3 separate regions of the Gossypium hirsutum genome follow, and all the other regions are linked to region 2. The links are chromatin contacts, called in public Hi-C maps. All regions are on one chromosome and are shown on one strand. The core of a region is the stretch at or near the end of the contact, and the rest is flanking DNA. Distances in the headings are between cores, read along the strand shown.

Region 1 (2,700 bases), core at 87-2,586, 490 kb after region 2:
TGAAGTTTAAGTGTTTAGTACAAATAAAAGTTCATTTTCGAAATTATTTACGGAAATGGATCGTTTCTAAAAATAATAATGGGTATGGACCGAAAACCAAAATACTTATTGGCATGGACGCGTTTTTAGGGGATAACCCAGAAAAATACATCCACGTCAGCGCTTTTTTTCTTGTGTCAGGCAAAAGCGCGCTAACATGAAAGCGCTTTACTAAAAAGTGCTAATGAAGACACGCTGTTGGCTGTGTTTTCCCCCAATGGTCACCTCTAATGATCATTTAAAAATCTGACCATTGGGTCTCCGAGGAAAAAAAAAGTATAAAACCCCCAACCCATTTTTTCACACCAAATTTCATTATTTTTCCAAATCTCTCTAAATTTCTCAAAAAAGCTCTCAAAGATCTCTATTTTTTATTGATTTATTTTTGTTTGAATTATTATTAATTTTTTTTAATTTTTAAGAAATTTGATCGTATTAATAATGGCCTGGCAATTAATTCATCTCGATGATAAACATATCTCCGCTGACCAAATGCAAATGGTAAGGGTTAATTTCAATTTTTAATATTATTTAAAATTTTAAATTTCTTAAACAATTAAAAATCTAAGCCCCTAATTTAAAATTTCCTAAACCCTAATCAAACCTCAAAACCCTAAACCTAGGCCTTAATTAGCAAATAACCCATTAGAAATTACACAGCCAAAAACGTGTGCACGTCAACGTGCTTTTGCCTGACACAAGGAAAAAAATATTGATGTGAATGCGTTTTTTTTGTATTATCTCCTTAAAACGCATCCATATCGGCATGTTTTTAAGTTTTCAGTTTATACCCATTACTATTTTAAAAAACGGCCCATTTCCGTAAATAATTTCAAAAATGAGCCTTTATTGGTACTAAACCTAAGTTTTAAAGATATTTTAATTTTCTGTTTAAAAAATATTTTAATTTTAATAATTTTAAATTCATTAATTTGCTGGTAATATATTACTCCAAATAACCATTTGAACGTATAAAAAGAAAACAACCAAATTCAAAAATTCAAAAATTTTCGAGTAATTTTGGTCAGCCCGATGTATGAGTAGGCCTGCTGGTCAGAGCACTAAAAAACATAGAAAAAGTTGGAATAAAAGGAAATAGTAAATACTAGTCACATCAAATATAAAAAATTGCTCCTCGTGAAGCTGCTCTCCACCGTCTGATCCCTTCACTCGTCCCCACACTCTGCCACCCATTTTTGTTTTTTCCTTTCACTTCATGTGTCCCGGACCCCACCACCAGTTTCCTTTTCCATTCCCTCTGTCTCTGTGTAACCAAACCGGCGTCGTTTTTGTATTAGGAGTAGCAAATACATTATAGTATGTTTGGGGTGCAATGGTGACTGCAAAAAAGCTCACTTCCCACACCAATTCACAGTCCTTATGTTCATTGGTTCCCACTTCCCACGCGTCCCAATGCGCAGTAGGAAAACAAAATGACCCTTCTCTTTCAATGTACATGTGCAGTAATAATACTTTAAAAGAAAAAAGAGAGAGGATGTACTGTAATAAATCTCGGGCACCAAGATTTTGCAGATATCTTCCTGCATAACTTGCTTGAACCCTTCAGTTCTTTTAAGTTCTGTGGTCTTGTACTCTTTGAGTTTGGTGACAAAGAATATAGAAAAATAGGTAGTTTTGTGTTTTTTTAACTTTGAAGCCTGCAATCCATCCATGGTGAACATATTCTTTTGTTCACATTGAAGATCAAAGCCCCACTTCTTATAACTTGCACGGGGACTCAGAGGGGGAGGGAGGGAGTGAGAGACAGAGGGTGGGGTTTAAAGGGTTTTTCAGAGTTTTCAAGAGGTCCCAACTGTTCCAACTCCATCCCAACCCAACCCAACCCAACCTCATTTTCAGATCTTTATTATTGTTGAAAAAAAAATGTTGAAGATGGAGTTAATGATCACTTGCTTTTTCTTTCTCTGTTTTCTGGGTCTTACTGGTATGTTAAAGTATAAAATTTGAAAACCCTAAACCCTATATACTGTTTTCTCTAAATGTTTCATCTTCATTTCAAAATGTGGGTTCTCTTTGTTCTACTTTTTCATCTCTTGAAAACATTTTTATGCGTTTTTTTTTCTTTTGCAGGCGCAGGTCAAGAATCTATTGAATACCTTAGGCTTTATGACACAACTCCGGAGGATGCATTACCTCACGGTGATGTTCCTATAGCAGTTGCTGTGAATGGAAATGTTCTCAGAGAGGTTTCTAGCAGTGTTTTGAAGGCTGAGAGTTGGGTCAGGGTTCATGCTTTAGCTCACTTTCCAGCTGCCAAAATCACTACCATTCTTGTGGGTGATACTATTCTTTGTCAAAATGGTAAAGGAGAAGAAGACAGTTTGGGTTTTTTACTACCATCCCTCAAGAACATTTATCACTCTCTTACAAGGTGGGGTCTAGAGAAAGACATCAAAGTGTCGGCTGTTTTTTCTTCCGATTGTTTGATGCAAAACTCTGTTGTTTTTACTGATGATTTGGGTAAGAAGGTGGTCAAATCTCTGTTGGAGTTCTTCCAAAATACAAACTCCACTTACTCCATTGTTGCTTCTCCAAATTTGTCTTCCTCTTTGCATGAAACATTGGTTTTACTCTCCTCCCACCTGGATTTCATGAAAAGGGTTGGATCTTTTGAGCTTAGAAAGGTCAATGTCGTATTCC
Region 2 (2,700 bases), core at 180-2,679:
GCAATTGCACATTAAATCAAAGTTCATGTATAATTTTGAGATTTATCCCTAATTTATATAGTATGTTAGCAAGTCTTAATTACTCATCTTGAGGCACTTGAAGGTAATTTATGCATATTATCCTACTTATTTCGAGGGAAGATTGATTGTAATTTATATAGTATGTTAGCAAGTATCAATTGCTTATATATTTAAAAACTTGTATAGGTAATGTACTGAAATAAAAGCACATTCTTATTCATTGAGGAGCATTTCTTTAAGTGCATTGAGTGAAATGATTAAGTGTGTGACTTGACTAATGTCTTTTCATAGGAAAATTTAAAGGGAGCTTGTCTAAATCTTAGGTACAAAAGTGAGAAGTCTAAATCGGTGAGAGTTAGAGTTTGAAAGCAATTATTGTACAAGATGCTAAGATAGTCGGTATTTTCTTTGGGCAAGACCTCATAGATGCAGGGAACTTGAACTGCATATCTTTTTTCTACATTGTTCATTTTTGTTTCCTAAAGTGGTTGGAACTACTCTTAGCACTACTCATTTTTTGCCATTAAATATCAAATTTGAATTAGATAAATAAATTAAAGGGTAAATTACACCCAAGACCATTAAACTATTAAAAAGTTTACTTCTTGTTCATTCGGCTTCAAAAATTTGCAAAATTGTCACTGAACAATTCATACTAGAATATGTCAAAGGTTTTTTTTTTTAGTTTTAATTTTTCATATACTTTAAGAATTATAATCTTATATGCATACTAGAATATGTATCATTAAAAGAAGAATCAAGGTAATCATAGATGCCAAGTATCATTAAAACAACATGTCTCATTAGTGTGTTAGGGTTAAATCTCAGTATTATACATTTTTCTTTAGAATACTAAGAGTAGAGGATATGGATAGCATGGTTTAAACCCATGCTAAACAGATATTTGATAAGAGCTTTAATCACTGCTCCATTCAAGTCAAAACATCTCAATATTATACACGAAATTTTGATTCAATATGTAATTTAGTGCATGAATTTTAATTTAGTCCAATCAAACACATGAAATTTCTGTTTCAGTTTAATTGTATGTATTTAAATAAATACATCAATTTATTTTTATATTAAATAAATATAATTATTTATATATGTAACTATATAAATATTATATAAATAATTATATTATTAATTCATAAAATTTGAATCAAGTAAAAAACATATATACAAAATTACATAAAATCAAAATTAGTTAAACTCATAACCCATAACCTTCAATATTTGTACAGGGAAACAGTCAAATTTAAACATTACTTTTTATTATTTAAAATATATGATATTGGACACTTAAGATGTCTTGGTGTAGTTGATTATCATGTCAGTTTAACACATTGAAGGTCTCCGGTTCGAGTCCGGGTGACGTCAAATTTTTTAATTTAAAGACGTTTTAGACGATCACGACGGGGGCCAGCTTTGATCAAACCCATATCCCACGTGTACTCCTTGTTGGGTTCATGCCAACAGACCAAGCTACTTTCTATTTCTATTTCGGGATAGTGGATTATTTTTTTGGTTCAAAGGAATAGCATATTCTTTCTTCTTTTTTTTGTTCAAAGAAATTGTGTTTTTGTTTTTGTATTAAGTATTGTTATAGATTTATTATTATAAATTTATTTCCAATAAATGCATATTATGTTTTTATGAGTTAATATTTTTTTATATATTTTTATTTATGTTGCATTTATTTTGTTTTTCGTGTGCATTCTAATTATGTTTTTTTAACATTATGTATTATTATGATTTAATTTATAAAAAGTTTTTGTTCACAACGATTTAATTTTAAACTATTCAAATAATTTCTCACTATAATTTAATTTTAAACAAATTATTACTTAATTTTTATTTTGTTTTTAAATTTAATATATTTATAAATCATATATTTAAAAGAGTTGAATAGCACTTGTCTTCAACCTACTGGGAAAAAATGTTTAGAAATTAAAATTATTTAAATAATTATTTGATTCATAATCCATACTCAATTTCTTTGCATTTTTTATTTTTAAATTATATATTAATCTACACAATTAGTCACCAATTGATTTGCATTATTTATATTTAGGGATTTCATTCAAGGAATAAATCATATATAGTTTTCATTTCAATTTTTTGTGTATTATGTTTTAATCTTCTCGTAACATAATTTTATTGTATTTAAATTTATTTTATATCTTACGTACACTAAAAAAAATATCTCTAAGACGACACTTTTGGACCGACACTTTTCTAAGTGTCAGGATAGACTTGTTGACATATGTTTTGATCAACTCTTTGTATAAGGGTCGGGATATGCATGTCTAAGGCAACACTTAAATAAGAGTCGACTTTATCCAATACTATGTTGACTTTTGTTATACCTTTTCCAACTATATAAAAGTGTTGTCATATGAAAAGCCTAAGACTCTTTTTGGACTACGCCGACCCCTTTTTTTGTATCATTTAAATTTGTACCTTTAAACAACTTTTTTTGTGTGTTAACAAAATCTAATCATATCCCAACTTTTTAGGAAGAGTTGAGAAAATGTTAATCTATCCCAACTTTTATTATCATCGGCCAAAATATTTTATCTAACCCAACCTTTTTTGTGTTGCCTTTGTCTACTCATGATTTATCCCAACCTTTTTTTTTCATACCTGCATTGTTTATTACCGTTTTGTCCAAAATTT
Region 3 (2,700 bases), core at 182-2,681, 270 kb before region 2:
CTCTTTAATCTAACATACACGGACTAATTTGCTTATTTTTTGAGTAGATGAGGTAAAATGTAATCTATCTCCTACTATAAGGGCCTCCATGGTACTTTACATAATCCTACTCATCCTCTAATTCCACATCACTTACATTAAAAAAAATTTAAAAAAGCCAAATAATTACTTAGTAATACAGCTGAATGGAATTTTTAACAGAATGATCTATTTGTACTTTTCTTCCTAATGTACAGGGGCTAATGTGTCGTCTTCTTCTTGTTCTTCATTTTTTTTTGTAGAAGAATAAAATGCAATCAGACTTTTAGTATAGGGGCATCCATTGCACTTTTACCAAAATTATACGTTAAATTAATATTATTATACTTAATTGTTCTATTCATCTCTAGTGCATGGAATAAAAATAATACACTTTGATAAACCATTGGAAATTTTTATTTTATTTTTGAATATTTTCATTTCATTGAAAATGAAATTTTTTAGCATTTATTATTTCAAATGTGTTGAATAATCAATTTTAATCTTTTACATAATATAAAATTTTCAGTAAAAAATAAGGTTGAATAAGATAAGTAAGTTGTACTTATCGCTTAAGCTAGAAAAGTATTAAATCGGTTTTATTTTATTAAAAATTAAAATGAAATATCTCTTTAAAAATGAGATATTCAAAATACTATATTTATCTTTTATCTAAAACAATTTAAAATAATATAAATATTATATTAATAAAATTAATAATTAATAATTAACAATATTTTAAAAATCAATATTTATATTTATCAAACATCACAATTATATTTAATAGTTATATTTACTAATTTATCAAATAATATTCTAATATAAATTCATCACTTATAAAATTTAAGAGTAAAATTTCAATACTTAAAATTTTAATTATGGCATCATTTAAACCTAGTAGGAGTTTCATTATTCCACTAACAATGGCCGTGTATAGGATACTTTAGTAATAATTATACAATACCTTTGACCCGTATGCTACCAACATAAGCAGAATCTCCCAAAAGATGCAGAGAATTGAGGGAGAGAAGCGCGTAAGAGTGGGGTGCATGATTAGTTTCCTACGGTGCACACTCACCGTAACTGCCAAATAACGCCTATTTCTCTCTTATATCTCGTCCGCTGATTTTGGCGGCACCAAAACCGCGACTCTCATCATCACCTTCTCTTTTCCCGCTTTTTCACTCCTCACAACTGAAATCTCTTTTTAGGTCATTTTGGTTTAGTTGGATTCTTTAGATTTTTTAAATTATTTATTATACTCAATTTGATTTTTAATATTTTATATTATTTTTAGTTTTAAATTTCTATAATTATTCGACAAAATGAACGTCTTTTGAATATTATTTTAAATATAAAATACTTATTTTTACGCCATAAAAATTAAAATGATTTATAAAGTAAATAAAAAAATTAAATTGGGGACTCCCCATTCTCTAGGATTTTCCTTAATCTCCTCAGACGTGTATTCAACACTCTACATATATACTACTAGTTGTAGCCTTGTAGGAAATAAACGACCAAACCCATGTTTTGTTTTTCTTCTTTTGGTTGAGATTTGAAGTCCACAGACAAATGGGGGAGTTTGAGAGTTACTTTTCTTGCTCTAATCTCTTGTTTCAAGAAACTGAAGAAGAAGTTTCTTTTTCTGAAACAGAAGCTGAAGACGATGAAAATCTTTACTTGAATGATAAGGATGATGATGATGAATATATTGAGAAGTTGATTCAAAGAGAAACTTCTTGTATCTCTGATTATCCCATTACCATTCGAAACAAATGGCCGCAATGTGCTCGCTTGAATGCTATTGAATGGATGTTTAATGTTTGTATTTTTTCTGATTTTTCTTTATTTATTATTTTCCTTTTTAGTAGGGATGGTTCGATGAAACATTTTTTTCTTTGATCTAGACAAGAACACTCTTTGGGTTTCAAATCCATACAGCATATCTGTCTGTAATGTACTTGGATCGATTTCTCTCAAAGAAATCCATTGATGTAAGCCCTTTTTTTTTTCTTTTATTGTTCAAGCAATGGTCAAATGAAAGGTTTCTCGTTTGTGTTTGTAACAATGTATTTTTGGATGTTAGGATGGGAAGTTGTGGGTTATTCGATTGTTGTCGGTGGCGTGTTTATCATTAGCAGCAAAAATGGAAGAGCGCAGAGTACCTGTTTTATCAGAATATCCTACACAAGATCACTTTGAAAACAAAGTGATTCAAAGAATGGAGTTATTGGTAGTCAGTACTTTGGAATGGAAGATGAGTACAATCACGCCCTTTGCTTATTTATCTTACTTCATCCATAAATTTTATGGTGAATCTAAACCTAAAGGATTAGTCTCAAAAGCTCTGCATCTTATTGTGCTTATGATGAAAGGTAATTCTAAAAATCCAGCTTTGAATGTAGTTATGAACTTAGCTTTGTATGCTTATGTTTACGAATAGATCTTTTTGATGTGCAGAAATCAATTTGGTAGATCATCGATCATCGGTTATTGCTGCAGCTGCGGTGTTAGCCGCTTCTTCTGATAAAAGATTAACAAGAAAAGCAATGGAGCTCAAGATGAATTTCATTTCATTCTGGGGATCTCTAGAAATTGTGAGCGATTCTGTGTTATATTTCCCTCTTATTTATATGACTTCAACACTATACTAATGACAATCATGCAATTGAATTTGAT

What was found. Hi-C and Micro-C count contacts between places; a contact is called where the count stands out from the background.
Region 1: a contact with region 2 is called in a Hi-C map of hypocotyl, with 2.2 times the contacts expected there. The contact joins the promoter of LOC107925808 here to the enhancer-like site in region 2. A contact is called at or near these places in 2 of 34 Hi-C or Micro-C datasets (hypocotyl and leaf).
Region 3: a contact with region 2 is called in a Hi-C map of leaf, with 2.1 times the contacts expected there. The contact joins the promoter of LOC107957144 here to the enhancer-like site in region 2. A contact is called at or near these places in 2 of 34 Hi-C or Micro-C datasets (both in leaf).

Annotation. Positions count from the first base shown.
Region 1 is chrA12:39,780,971-39,783,670 of Gossypium_hirsutum_v2.1, reverse strand. LOC107925808 (glucan endo-1,3-beta-glucosidase 1) reads left to right here and starts at 1,336. Exons shown (of 3, transcript XM_016856529.2): 1 at 1,336-1,984; 2 at 2,131-2,700. The coding sequence starts at 1,924.
Region 2 is chrA12:40,269,055-40,271,754 of Gossypium_hirsutum_v2.1, reverse strand. No RefSeq gene overlaps it. Among protein-coding and RNA genes, the nearest start is that of LOC121211876, 14 kb to the right of the region's middle. Within about 2 kb of position 1,429, at least 3 of the 9 cell types and tissues checked have an H3K27ac peak or open chromatin away from gene starts, as enhancers often do. A contact at or near this core is called in hypocotyl and leaf, where this site is marked.
Region 3 is chrA12:40,536,393-40,539,092 of Gossypium_hirsutum_v2.1, reverse strand. LOC107957144 (cyclin-D5-1) reads left to right here and starts at 1,431. Exons shown (of 5, transcript XM_016892578.2): 1 at 1,431-1,842; 2 at 1,929-2,015; 3 at 2,108-2,396; 4 at 2,482-2,618. The coding sequence starts at 1,594.